2 separate regions of the Mus musculus genome follow, and region 1 is linked to region 2. Evidence: chromatin contacts called from public HiChIP or PLAC-seq data. All regions are on one chromosome and are shown on one strand. Each heading gives the region's core, a stretch centred on a gene start, on an enhancer-like site or on the middle of the called end of the contact. The rest is flanking DNA. Distances are from core to core; before and after follow the strand shown.

Region 1 (6,580 bases), core at 2,778-5,277, 120 kb after region 2:
AGTCCAATCCCCAGCACCCACATGAGAGCTCACAACTCTAACTGCAGTTCTAGGGGATTGGGCCCTCTCACACACACACAAGCAGGCAGAACATAAATGTACATAAAATAAAAATAAATAGATCACTAAAAACAGGGCAATGGAAACAATAAATGATTATCTAAGTGCCAGGCGTAAAGAATTCTTACACATGAAGCCTGTTACCTCAAAAGTAAAATGCTAATAAATTTGATATGAGCTAGGAATGGTGGTGCACACATATAATTCCAGGACTCAGGAAGGCTGAGGCAAGAGGATCAACAGTTTAACCTGCCTCAGCTTGGGCTATCTCAACAACAATAACAACAACAACAAGACATAATTAAATCCTGCATTAGAAAAGGGCTACAATTAATAATATTGAAAAGGAAAAAAAGAGATGCTTGTAACATATGCATGATTAACAAACATCCTTACTATATTCTAAAATAAGAACAGAAAAATAGGCAAAAGTTATGCACAGATTAATTCTTACAACTAGCACACAGTAAGCTCTCACTAAACACACGGAGAAGAAAGGAGGTAATGGTAGAAAAAAAAAGGTATGTGTATTTACGAATTTTAGTCTTCAATATCTCTAGTAATGAGAAAAATAAAATGCTCAGACTTTTTTTTCTTAGATTGGTGAAAGAAAAGAAAAATAAACCCGAGGAAACAATTATTGGTAAAACTAAAAACCGGCATGGTCTTTTGAAAGGAAATGTAGCATTATCTATTAAAACGTAAACATTCACATCTCTATTTTTTGGGGGGGGGGGGGTTGAGACAGGGTTTCTCTGTGTAGCCCTGCCTGTCCTGGAACTCACTCCATAGACCAGGCTGGCCTGGAACTCAGAAATCTGCTTGCCTCTGCCTCCCAAGTGCTGGGATTAAAGGTGTGCACCACCACTGCACAGCCACATCCTTCTTTCTAAGGGATTCTGTTTCCTCCATTACTCATCACAGAGGACTGTGCCTGTGAGTTTTGTGAAGCATGTATACAATCCTGGTCACAGTAACCTATCTTAAAAGGGCACGCAATCAGACACCAACCTACAAAGTAAGCCATATGAATCAAGCACAGAGACTGTTTAGTAGTATCTCTGCTTTGCTTTGAATCAAATATTTTCACGTGCACAGGCAACAGAAAACGGCTTCCGTGGTGCTCATGGCTGGTGAGCTCCTGGATGAGGACACGACTAGACAAAGGCATAAGGAAACAAGCAGCGGAATACATATACGGTGCACCAACCTTCACGTAGTCAACTGCCCTTGGAGAAAAATCACAGGCATAGGCAAAGAGATTCAAGTCTTCTTCTAAAAGTGGGAATAAACAGTTCCCAACCCCACAGCCAGCCTCCAACAAAGTCAATTTTTGACCTTCATACTGAGGAATGAGAACACAGAAGTTATAACACATTGCGTTTGCATAATAAACATACCAAGCTAAAATGTTCAGTAGGCACGAGATGTCTCTGACCTCAAGAGGCAGATACTAAACAACAGAGCTAGTGAGAAAAAGTTAAACACTGGCACCTCATTTATAATCATTCGACAATGGGCAGTTAGTTCAGTGTGAAAAATAAGGCAGCCACAGCACAGTGCATACACTCTGGGCTAACCTCCTCCTCAAATCCCAACTCCTCTTTTGCCCCTGGATTCCATCCTCGGGCAACTCACTTCTATAGCTCTGTGCCTCAATCGTTTTTCCTGCAAACAGGAACAACACGAATGCACTTCAGAGAGTTGCTATGAAGCTTAACTAAGGGAACAGATGCAAAATTCTTAGAAAACAGTACAGCAAATGTTCATTAACTACCAAGCAGCTTCAATCTGTCACTAAAGTGTAGTCTGAATATTTACTATTTCTAACCTTCACATCAGCTTTAACTAAGCAGAAAGCATTAGGGGGCTGGAGAGACGGCTCAGTGGTTAGGAGAACACATGTTCAATTCCCTGCATTCATATGGCCACCTACAACTGCCTGTAATTCCAGTTCTGGTGGCCCTGACACCCTCTTCTGACTTCCACAGACACTAGACATGCATATGGTACATAGATATACATGCAAGCAAAACACCCATATGCATAATAAAATAAACAAATCTAAAAAGAAAACCTTAAAGCTCTGTTTTCTATTAAACAGCCCAGACATTGCTAAACATACTTGAAACAAATCAGAACTCTCCATAGGTACATTCTGACAGACGTCCTAATTTTCTTTAGGGTAGCTCAGTCAGTAAAGTGCTTGCCACACAACCACTAGCACTCAGGTAAAAAACTGGACGTGGTGCCGCACAGTTGGAATCTCATTCTAGGAAGGCTCCCTGGGGATTACTGGCTATCTAGCCCAAGCTAATCTGTGTGCCCCAAGTCTACTGAGAGACCCTGTTTCAAAAAACAAGACAGCTCCTGAGAAACGGCACCTAAGGGTGCCATCTGGGAGCACTCTCTACATGTAACAAAGGACCTCTCTTCTAGGCATCATAAATGAAGATGGCTCGAGCCAGGAGAAACCCCAGCCTACCTCCCTACATGATCTCAACTCCTCAAACTCTCTGGTGGTCCAGTGTCTGTCCTTGAAAAAATTGGTACTGTTTCTTTTATAAAAAAGGTCCCAGTTCTTCTGAGCCTCTTTTTCCAGTTTTTGCTGTTTAAAAGCAGACACCAAAGCTTGGTCTCTTTTCAGTTTCTCCTCTTCTTCAGTGCTAAGAATCCTTGCTTGCAGTCCTTTCCTTTGGAAAGAAGCCATTGTAGTTGCCGGAAACACATTCAATGCTGCTATAGGTCCTCTGTTCTTCAACCATCTGAACAAACGATGCTGAGATTGTAGACACTGGAGTTTCTCTGATGCAGTTTCCCCAGGTGACTTTCCAGCTCCAACAGGATACGATGCTACTTAGGAAAGAGAAAGGGGGGGAGGGGGTTGACTGATTGATTCTGACTAGTGATTCTCTAACAACCTGCCTGCTTCTCTCCCCATCCTGTTCATCTGAGCCAGGGGCTGTCCCTGAAGCCCAGCCTGTCCCTTGAATGTACTTCCTCTTGCCTCATCCTCCCAACTCGGGTGACCAGGGCCTCATCAAGCTAGATCGTTCTTTATTATTTCTAGAGCTTGGATTCTAAACGAGTCCAAGACTCGGGGAGAGGTTCCCGGAGGGCTCTTTAAGGCTCCGGGGTCAATTCACTTAACACTCCCGAGATGCTGACTCTGCCCAACACCCTGCCGGGGTCTGGAGAGGTCATAAAGACCAAGACAGTCTCTACTGCATAGAGCTTACTACACTCAGAGACCAGAACTCTCACGGACCGGACTCCCAATTCAAATCAGATGAGCCAAGTACTACAAGAAATAGGTTTACTTAGGGCAAAGGGACGCATCCACGAGTTGACTGAGAAAATGTGAGAAAAAAAAATTCTCATCAACGTTCAGTGCCCGTGGGAAACGTGACTTCAAAACAACGGCAACAACCGCCCTAACCGAAAGCGGGTAGACGATTGCCTAACAGACACGGGATCGCGGGGGGGCTAAGGAGGTGACGGAGCTGATCCGGAGAGGCCGGGGTTTCTGATCGTACCCATAAACTGAAGGAAGCGTCGTCGGCCAGGAGAACTGAAATCCTCTCATCGCAACCATGGAGCGAAGTAGGGGGAAGGGTGACTGAGGTCCCGAGAACCGTCATCGCTCTCTGAACCCTCGGATAAAGCAGGCCGCTAGGGTCTCGGGCATGTCCAGGGACACTCATACCTACATTCAAACTCGCGTCCACTCAGTTCCCCACGCTCTGAGCTCCCAGGGTCCCCAGCAAAGAACAGGTCAGGGCGCACTCACCCGTCAGTCAAGCCCAGGCGTCGGCAGCAGAATCTTCTAGCTGACCTGGGCTCCTCCTTAGACCAGAAAACTGTGGGCTGCAGCAGTCCCGGAGAACTCTCTCTCCATGGCACTGCCCCCGCTATTTCCGTTGGGGAGACGGAAGTCCCTCCCCAATGCCGGAAGTGCAGCGGCCTTACTTCCGCAGAGTCTCTCGAGACGCGGAGTAGATTGGTTTCCGGCCCCGGGTGGGCGCGGACTTGGTTCAGTGCGCGCTCCGGAGCGGTGTCCCGGGAGCGCGGTCCTGCGGGCCGCTTGCGCGGGGATCCGGGGGGACTGCGGCCGCGCGAGGAGAGCTCCAATCCGGGTGCCGGGCAAGTGCAAGGCCATGAACGGCACGGCGAACCCGCTGCTGGACCGGGAGGAACACTGTCTGCGGCTAGGGGAAAGCTTCGAGAAGCGGCCGCGGGCCTCCTTCCACACGATTCGCTGTGAGTGAGCGCCCCTCCAGGTTCACTTGGGGCTCCCTGGCCGCCACGTGCAAGCCCAGACTCCCCTGGCTAATCCCGGCTCGAAAGCGTCGCTTTCCTTACCTCTCATCCCTTAGCCTCTGGAACTTCGATCTGCTCTTTTACTTTGAAATCTCTTCTCCCAAACCAAACCTCTGATTGCTGCCAACTATTCTTTTACTTTACAGTCTCAAATACCACTTCAGAAAGTCATAGCCCCTTTATTTCAAATTCCCCTTCCCAGCCCTTAAGCCAAACTTTTCTCCTTTAGTAGCGATGCCCATTTCTCCTCCCTTGTGTCCCCGTTCTCTTTGTCGAATTCTTCCATCAGGGCTCTTGCCCTGGAAAAGTCTTCCGTTTGCTACGAGTGTCGTTTACTTCATTCCTTCCCTTGCTCCTTTCCCCTTGCTCTTGGTCTCCTCCACAGCCAGGGAACCTGCATTCTTCGTGCCACCCATAAGGTTTCTTCTTCCTCTCTGCTTATGACACTGATTTTGTTGTTGTTGCTGTTCGAGACAGTCTTACTAGTGATGCTGGCCTAGAAATTACTATATAATTCAGGCCAGCGCTGAACATGCTGCAGTCCTCCTACCTCAGCTTCTGTGGTGCTGAAAATATGGACCTGATCCACCATACCTAGCTAGATTAATGTCACCTACTTCACCTTAACTTCTGGGCCAACTCACTTGTGGGTGAAGAATAAAATTAGAGTTTGTGCATCTGGCATAAATTAAAGCCTGATCTATGTTTGGAAAATGAAGAAGGCAGCATAAGGAATGTGGAAAGAGTCATTATGTTGGGCCCTTTCCTACGTGATTATAGACTCTGAAAGGGGTATTGCCACTGTGTGTCCTGAGTCAGGACATGGCTGACCAAACCAAGCACATCCCTGTGAATCACAGGCGTCGGGTTTCCGGTAGCGTTAGTGTGGGTTAAGACCTGCTTTGTCATGGGAGCTAATCGATGTGACTCAACACACAGGCAGGGGGGTGTGTTAGATATTAAAGTCCCATCTCTGTGTGGCCTCTTGTCACATAGCTGCATCTGTGCTTTGCACCCACAGCAGACTCAGCTGTTGCAGAGAGACAGTACTGGGGAAACGATAAGATTGTCATTTCCCAGTTGACTAATTTGTTCCTCCACAGAAGAGCAGTGTAAGTTTAAGTGCAATTCTGCACATGTGCTCCTGGCCTGCAGTTTGAGTCAGGTGCGAAGTAAAATGGCTGTTCCTATTGTGTAAGTGTAATTTGCAAGAATAAGCAGGGTAATTTCTGGAGTTCGCCAGTCTGCTTCTGAACATAGCCAGACTTTTTTCCCCCACCAAAATGAGAACTTGAATGTGGCATGTTCTATTTTAGAACATTTCTGTGCAAAAAGAGGCCAACCTCATGTGGCCTGCTGTGTCTTATGTAGGATTTATAGTTAAGAATGTCTGCTGAAAGCAGGCAGAGGTGTTGCACGCCATCCCAGCACTTGGGAGGCAGAGGCAGGCAGATTTCTAAGTTCGAGGTCAGCCTGGTCTATGAGTTCCAGGACAGCCAGGGCTATACAGAGAAATCCCTGTCTCGAACCCTCCTCCCCCCCCCCCCAAAAAAAGAATGTTTGCTGTGTTGCTTTTATACACACAGTTTTTATATACACAGTTCTGGTATTACCTTATTATGGATGGTGAGATGTTAATTGTGTGCCTGACACTTGGAAGAAGGGATTGTCTTACATTAACATAAGAGAGTGTAAGTTTCAGAGAGTATATAAGTTTCAGCTCCCTGTACTAAATGATGGTATAGTTGAAGGCAGCGTATATAGAGGTGTTTCTGAGTTGATAACTATTGGGTGAGAGCATTTGGGGCTCATTATTACCGTGAATGAAGCATATGAAGTTTTCTATGACAAAGTCTTTTAGAATTGTAAATGAGAGGGCTGGGGAGTTGGTTCAGTCTGTGAAGTACTTGATATGAAAATATGAATATCCGGGTTGGAATCCACATAAAGGAGCCACAGGATAAACAGTTCCTATCTCAGTGCCAGAAATATTGAGACAGAAGGATTACTGGGGACCCACCGGCCAGCTGGCCTTGCCTGTTCAGTGAGTTCCAGGCTAATGAGAGACCCTGGTCAAAAAAACCAAGACAAATAGTACTTAAGAGATTATCTAAAGCTGTCTTCCATAGGTACCTGCAGATATTTGTACACATGTACCTGTGCATATACAGGCACATAAAGGCATTCTCAACTGCTTTTA
Region 2 (7,033 bases), core at 3,883-6,382:
CTTGAAATACCTATGTTTCCTGTTTTTACAGAGCACGTACGTTTAGCCCATTTATGTTGACCCCACCATACATCTTAAACAACTAATTACCAAATGAATTAGGTCACTGCAACTAATTTGAATTTTTCATTGTGTCTTTAATGTTTATTGTCGTGTAGCTGTTAAGCTTTAAAAACCGCTGTTTAGCTTAGCATGGAGATGCTCAGGCTTAAGAATGAAGGTTGTCAGTGTTAGGTGCATTGTCCATTGTAGAGAGGACCGAAGTATATTTACTGTTGCTGTTCTTAGTTCTTAGCAGGTTGGTGAATGTAGCAATCAGATGGAAATGCTGAGGTTTAACCGTAGGGTTTTAATTGCTCTGTAGTCAGTGCTTTCATCATGGGGACTTGGGGAGTCCTTGAGAATTTAGTATATGGTGACTGAGTTATACAGCATTCATAAAAAGTGAGTGGTCAGGAATTAGTGTTTACATAAAATCATCACTGCAGAATGATGCTCAAGATTTTCAAGTTCTGGAAAATAGGATGGGATCTGTCATTGTCTCTACTTTATAATTATCAAATCTATTTCTACTGCCTTTGATTGAAATAAAATATTTATACTTATGGAAACTATGTAGTTTAATGTCCAGAATTTGATTTTACGTCCCTGTAAAAGAAGACAGACATGCATAGAAATACTTGCTGCAAGAATAAAACCAATAAGATTTCACTTGGCTAAAATTAGCCACATGAGCTTACTAAATATGAGTTAATTTCTGTCATCAAAAACATAATAGAAAGCTGTGAGGCCACTCAATGGCACAGCACTTGGCTTAGCCCTGGGTTCAATCCCCAGCACACATACACACCACAAACAAACAAAACCCAGCAGAGAAGACCTATATATAAAGTGGTGACTCTTGGATATAGGTAAGGCTCAACACATACTTTCAAGAATGCCATAAATACAGAATAGAGAAATAGCTAGGAGTTATTTTTTACTATGAACTTATTTACCTTGCATATTCTTTTTAATCTTCTCATTGGCTTTATTATTGCTTTTTACGACAGGGGAAACAAGCCTGAACGATCTTGCTTTAGGTTCAAAAGCTTTTACCCGGGGCTGCCCTGATTTAGTGGTCCAGCTGCTTTCTATGTGGGGACAGCAGGCTGGAATTGGTAGTAGGAATGTGACTCTATTGAATCAGAAGCACCATTGTGGAACAGATTTTAAAATGAGAAATAGCTAGAGAGAGGAAGGTGGTTCAGGTATCTAATTTCAATATACGCATAGATGCTCAGACTTAAAGAAGAAACTCCCCTTATCCCCCACCCTCACCCCACACACAAGGTAAAGGAAATTATCAATATTCTAGAATTAGTAGTACATGGTTCAGTTATTGTGGTCACCTCAAAAAATACATGAGAGCTGGAGGGTCAAAAACTGAAATTGGCTAAATTTCAGAAATGGTAACTTGAGAGACATGGAGAAGGACAGGTGTGAGAGTGAGTCCCCAACATGGCAGAGGAGGCTGAGATGACAAGAGTGGCACTGCTCTAACCTAGAAGCGTGAAGGGAGACAGGCGAGGAAGTGACCATGAAGCAGGGTCGAAGGTTTCTGACTTCCTGCTGTGGGAGACAGGGTGAGGGGAACCAAAGCAGGAAGGCATACTGTGAAACGCCTGTGCCCACAGAAGGGATATAGCACTAAACTTCCCAACACGAGAATATTCTGTCTTCTAGTCTCTGCCAGAAATAGACAAACTACACAACTTTACCTCAGAAATGTTGACAGGAAGGGGGAATGAGCAGCGCCTCACTGCCAGAACAGAGCAATTGAAAGGGACTCCCACCAACTCTGAGATGGAATTTAACAGGCAAAGCACTTATGATCACTTGGCACTTAATCCCACAGCACATTTCAGTGTGTGGCATATACATTATAAAGTCCACTACTGGGGGCTGGAGAGATGGTCAATGGTTAAGAGCACTGACTGCTCTTCCAAAGGTCCTGAGTTCAATTCCCAGCAACCACATGGTGGCTCACAGCCATCTGTAATGGAATCTGATGCTCTCTTCTGGTTTGTCTGAAGACAGCTACTCTCAGATTTCCATTAGAAAAAGTACCTTAGTGCCACAAATTAAATCAGACTGAGTAGATGAGACCATTTAACAGTATGTCCCCCTGCCCCTAAGACTATGCTGACCAGTGAAACTAAAAGCTTCTCTTCTCGGGACTGTCACCTGGAACTGCCCGCCTGTCTCTTCTCAGTGCTCACCTTTGTAACAGCAAAAGTGGGAATTCTAATCCAGACCTTGGTGTGTGAGCTAAAATTTCCAGGCTCCATCATCACCTTACCTGAAAAGGAGAGCAGATGCCCCAACAACCAAGGCAAGAGGAGAAGACAGACAACAGTGGACTTTCTCATCGGAAGTCACAAAGTCTTCTCGGCTTTTATTACACCCAAGGTAATAAAACAAGTACAAAATAACCTTGTAATAAGGATACTGTGTCCATCAATAAAAAAGAAACCACTAGTGTATGAAGAGCTATACACACATGGCTAAAATTAATAGTTGTAAATGGGGAGTTGTTTTCTTTTTTTTTTTCTTTCAGAAATGGTAGATTAATAAAACAGGACAAATAAAATACAGTGCTCTAAATATGCATAACCATAAACACTAAGTCTATACACTACTATTAGCATAACAGATCCATTGCTTCTATTTACCAACCATGCCCATTCCCTCCTAGCTTTAAGGACAGCTTCCTCTAAGGAATACTAGGTGCAGCATAAACCTTAAATAATCTCAGGTATTGTAGGAGTTACAGTCTACAGAGAAATGAACTCCTTGTCAATCTAGATAAGAGCAATGCCAACCATTCCTCACATGCACTTCTCTTAGAATAAAGCCCCTTGGCTAGCAGGCTAAGCTCAGGCTACAAACTGCCCCCAGCCACACATCCCCTCTATGATATCTACGTCCCCACATTGGCATTCACCGTCCCCACCCCTAAAAAGTGCAGTTCCTGGTAGCTTTCCTAGGAAATGGTTCAACAGGTTTCCCAGAAGACACGCTTCTGAAAGCCCCTCTGAGCGAGCACCAGTGGTGGTGATGAGGAACTGTGTTCCTGCACTGTAGTTACAGCAGTGTGTTCTGAACACTTGAGTTTGTGTGTGTGTGTGTGTGTGATTTTTAAAATTATCTTGGTGCCCTGTGATGTAATGGAGAGAACATCTGTTTCCCCAAGAAGAAGAGGAAGTGGGGATAGAGATGAAGGCTGGTGACCCCAGTCTGGCTAAGTGTCCAGCTCTCCTCCTGGCCCTGCAGGTTCTTTCTCAGAAACTAGTTATTGCTTCCACGCTGCCGCTACAGGGAATGCTCTGCAAAGACCGTGACCCTCCCTGGTCACGGTTTACCTGCAATGGCTCTGCTCTGAAAAGCACACCAGCCCAAGAGCTCTTACCAGAGGGAAAATGTTTAGCCCTCAAGGTCACTGAAACTTGGTTAGTGCAGTTTAGAGTAAATGCATACTATTTGGCTTATGTTAAATGATTATTGGCACAATGTTCTTGAATTTCATGTATAAATATGATCTGCACATAGGCCATAGCCCTTGGGTGGATCAGCCAATCTGCACCATTTTTATGTCAGCAATAATTCCATCTCTTCCTTTTGAGCACTGTAGGGAGAGCTGCTTCATCCGGGTTTCCAAGGCCTGGCTCTCAAGGGACGTGCTGCTTTGGCTCCTGCTCCTGCCACTGCCACCGTTGGTGCTGCCGAGAACACGGTTGTTGTTGGCTTTGTCACTCATTTTATTCTCGGCCCCTTCTGCTCTGTCTCCTGCAGAGATACAAAGATTGCCAAATGGGGGTGGTCAGTTTCAAGAGTTCCATAGGCACCAGCATCGGCCACCTGAGCCCTCTGCCATTCCTGCTGTCCACCATACATCTCAGAGGTTCTCCAGCACTGGGTGGCACACTACATGCACTCACTAATCTGTTCTTTAGAGATGAGATGTACCATTGTCATTTTGTAGCTAGGAAGCGAACCTCTCCAACAGGAACTTGCCGAGAGGATTGTTCTTAGGGGAGACATGGGACCTAAGTTCTGCTTGGTTGAAGTTGGCCAGGACTGTAGAAGTGCCCTTGAAAGTAATCTGAGTGATCCATCCCACTGTATGTTCTCAGGGCCCCTGAGACCTGGCAAAGGTATGGACAGTGCACAAGTTGAGCTGCAACCTACCTCGTTCAACCTCACATTCAGGGGAGGAGGCCCCACTGCATTCACTTCGAGGACCCAGTATTGGGAACATCATCCCAAATTCTGACAGGGACACAGGGCTAGGCAGATCCAGACTGCCAGGCCTTGCCACTGCAGGGAACTGATCAGGCATTTCAGACGGACTCGTCGGTCCCGAACTAAAGCTGGACACAGACTGGGTTTCCGAGTCATCTTCAGACACCAAGTTGCTGCAGTTGTCATCTTCAAAGGCTTCTGATGCCACTGTGATGAGAGAGGACATCAATCACATGGGATCTGCCAGGTAGTAGCCCAGTCCCTTAAATGCCTGCAGACATGCTCTCTGCTGGACATGCTCACACAACATGGAGTCTGCAGGACCTGCATCGCACCTGAACCTGTCTGACCAGCCTCCAGAACAGTTTGAAAGGAAGCGGCTTGTCCAGCATATACAAAGGCCTGAGTTCCATCCCCAGCGCCGAAGGAAAGGGGAAGGTAAATTCAGACTAGCCCTTTGTAATGTAGCCTATACTAGGCAGAAGGAAGACGGAAGCAGCAAGAGCTGCTGGAAGGAGGGGCAGGCCGGGGTGGGATGTCTGATAACTTCTGATCTCAACAGACACGCTACAAAGTACAGTGCTCCTTTCCAGTACTCTAACTGACTCTGAGTTTGTGGACAGAATAACCGAGGCTCAGAGACAGGCCATTCTTGTTTTCAAAGCCTCTTCAGCCTGCACTATCACTTTTAAGATCCTTCCCAGTTCCCATTGTGCCTGTGACTGTTTAAACATGGCCTAGCGTTCCAGAGTGGATTGATACAAGTGCTGTGCTAGGAAATGGGTCCAGATCTGAACTCATATCCTAACGCCACTGCTGACTGTGTGGCCTTGTAAGTCACTTGACTGCCCAGCTTCGGGATGCTCTGTGCACAGGATTAATGAGGTAATATGTAAAGTAACTCAGTACATAGGCATTGGTTACATTTTAGTTTCATTTCCCTTCAAACTGGCAATTCAGCATTTGTTGATGGCCTTTAACACTTGGTGGGGCCAGAGATGCTCTTCTAGAGGACCCAGGATTGATTTCCAGCACTTACATGGCAGCTAATAACTAATTCCACAAGACCCAGTGTCCTCTTCTGATAGCAGGCAATTATGTGGTATACATAGATTCATGTGGGAAAGATACAAATTATTTTTCTTAAATAATAGTAATAAGGAAAAGAAAAAAAAAGAGTTGCTGAGGAGGAAGCCTAAGCACACAGGAAAGGGAGAGCTATGAGGTAGTGTTCTTGTCAGTAGTTTTCTTGATTAACGGAAGCTAGGTCAATCCTATCATTTCTGCACAGGATATCCCTGAGCAGAGGAGACCCGTGTGCTCAGACCCTAGGGAGAGCTGCCAGGTATCTCCTCAGCACCCTGTGTAGCAGAGTAGACCCTCATGCAGCTGACACAGCAAACACATCAAGGCCCCTCTGTCCCCCATCATTGGTGAAATGGGAACTGAATCAAATCTGGATCCCAAGTCCCTATTACACCTTTCCTCAGAACTCCTTAAAGGCTTGAATGCTCTCCTGTGTACTTAGACTGCCTGAGACGGGGAGAGGTAGAACATTTCCCAATCTTACTGGACCACAGAACGCTAATACTCAGTAGCAATCAAATGAGCACAGCGTCCCACAATACATGAGAAACCACCAAAACAGCCTGTAGGCTGCCCAGCGCTCACATTCATCTGTGATGGGCAAAGAAAGCAGATCACACACACTGATCCCTGCTGGTCAGACTTACCAGAAATGGCGTCAGGCTCAGGTTTGCTTACAGGCAGGTTCTCCACTGAGGCGATGCTGCCCTCTGCCCCCACGCCACAGCCCCGGGGCCCCATGGCATTGGAACGCCGCCGCTCGTGTATCTCATCTGAGATCCTCTCCAGGCTCTTCAGGGCTGCCTTGTACTCGCCCTTTGCCAGGGCCAGCTTGGCCTGAAGGTCATCCACCGTCTTCTTCAGTTGCTGAATTGGAAGATGGGGGACTTGGTAAGCCAACGTGGCCCTGGATGTCCCCACTGATGGAGGGGGTGACACATGATTACAACACAAAAGAACTTCTTGACACACCCAAGATAATTGACTAGAGAAGGATCCAGTGACTTTCACTCATGGCTCCCCATTCAATGTGAAGAGCATCTCTTTCATCTCCACACCAGGCCATAAGACAGACGAGAATATGCAGATGGTCACTAATAGAATGCAGCCCTCATGGGAGGAATGGTAGACACATTAAGTCCTGCAGCCTCCTCACTTGGTTCCTGATAGAAGTTCCTGGCCCATATCTGAATCACTTGTAGGGTCATTTACAATGCAGATAGGTTCTGACATAGGGTGGGGAGCCTGGGTACTCTACCAGAATGTTCTTAGGGCAGCTTGTCTTGGGCACTCACACTGAGACCTAATAAAGGCTGGCACAATACAACAAGCAGTTGAGAGCGCGCAAATGCTGATAGCGCTGGACAACACGCAACACCCAAGACCATGTTGAGAACTGAAGTCTAGAACTATGTTTCTCCATTCTCCCCTCACAGCAGGACATTTAAGGCCTAGTACCACGTTAAAGTTGAATTTTGAATTTGAGGAGGGGTGGGGAACAAAATATTAGTGACAAATACAAGGTCACACATACCTCAAGCTGCACGTAGTACTTTGCCTTTAGCTCAAAATAAGGCCTGTAGAAGACAGAAAAAAATAAAAAAAACCCTGTAAGAATATGATCTCATGAATTCTAGATCCATCCATTACAGCTAGTCAGGCC

Evidence for each region. HiChIP or PLAC-seq counts read pairs in DNA pulled down with a chosen protein or histone mark.
Region 1: an H3K4me3 HiChIP or PLAC-seq map of bone marrow-derived macrophages shows a contact between it and region 2, with 4 times the contacts expected there. The contact joins the promoter of Eaf1 here to the enhancer-like site in region 2. A contact is called at or near these places in 12 of 39 promoter capture datasets (the 3T3-L1 cell line, 3T3-L1-derived adipocytes, the C10 cell line and 9 more), 1 of 15 datasets of contacts at CTCF or cohesin (CD8 T cells), 6 of 484 Hi-C or Micro-C datasets (bone marrow-derived macrophages, embryonic fibroblasts, muscle stem cells and 2 more), 28 of 115 datasets of contacts at active chromatin or transcription factors (CD8 T cells, the HPC-7 cell line, the NIH/3T3 cell line and 20 more) and 4 of 9 other capture datasets (adipose tissue, liver, macrophages and 1 more).

What each region holds. Positions count from the first base shown.
Region 1 is chr14:31,491,052-31,497,631 of GRCm38.p6, forward strand. Eaf1 (ELL associated factor 1) reads left to right here and starts at 4,028. Exons shown (of 6, transcript NM_028932.4): 1 at 4,028-4,320. The coding sequence starts at 4,218. It overlaps Mettl6 (methyltransferase like 6), which reads right to left and starts at 3,989. Exons shown (of 6, transcript NM_025907.4): 1 at 3,851-3,989; 2 at 2,546-2,913; 3 at 1,271-1,405. The coding sequence starts at 2,770.
Region 2 is chr14:31,371,374-31,378,406 of GRCm38.p6, forward strand. It overlaps Sh3bp5 (SH3-domain binding protein 5 (BTK-associated)), which reads right to left. Exons shown (of 9, transcript NM_011894.3): 6 at 6,905-6,947; 7 at 6,018-6,237; 8 at 4,231-4,491; 9 at 1,241-3,828. The coding sequence ends at 3,611. It overlaps Capn7 (calpain 7), which reads left to right. Exons shown (of 21, transcript NM_009796.3): 21 at 1-611. Among named protein-coding and RNA genes, the nearest start is that of Capn7, 38 kb to the left of the region's middle. Within about 2 kb of position 5,133, at least 11 of the 459 cell types and tissues checked have an H3K27ac peak or open chromatin away from gene starts, as enhancers often do. A contact at or near this core is called in bone marrow-derived macrophages, extraembryonic endoderm stem cells and microglia, where this site is marked.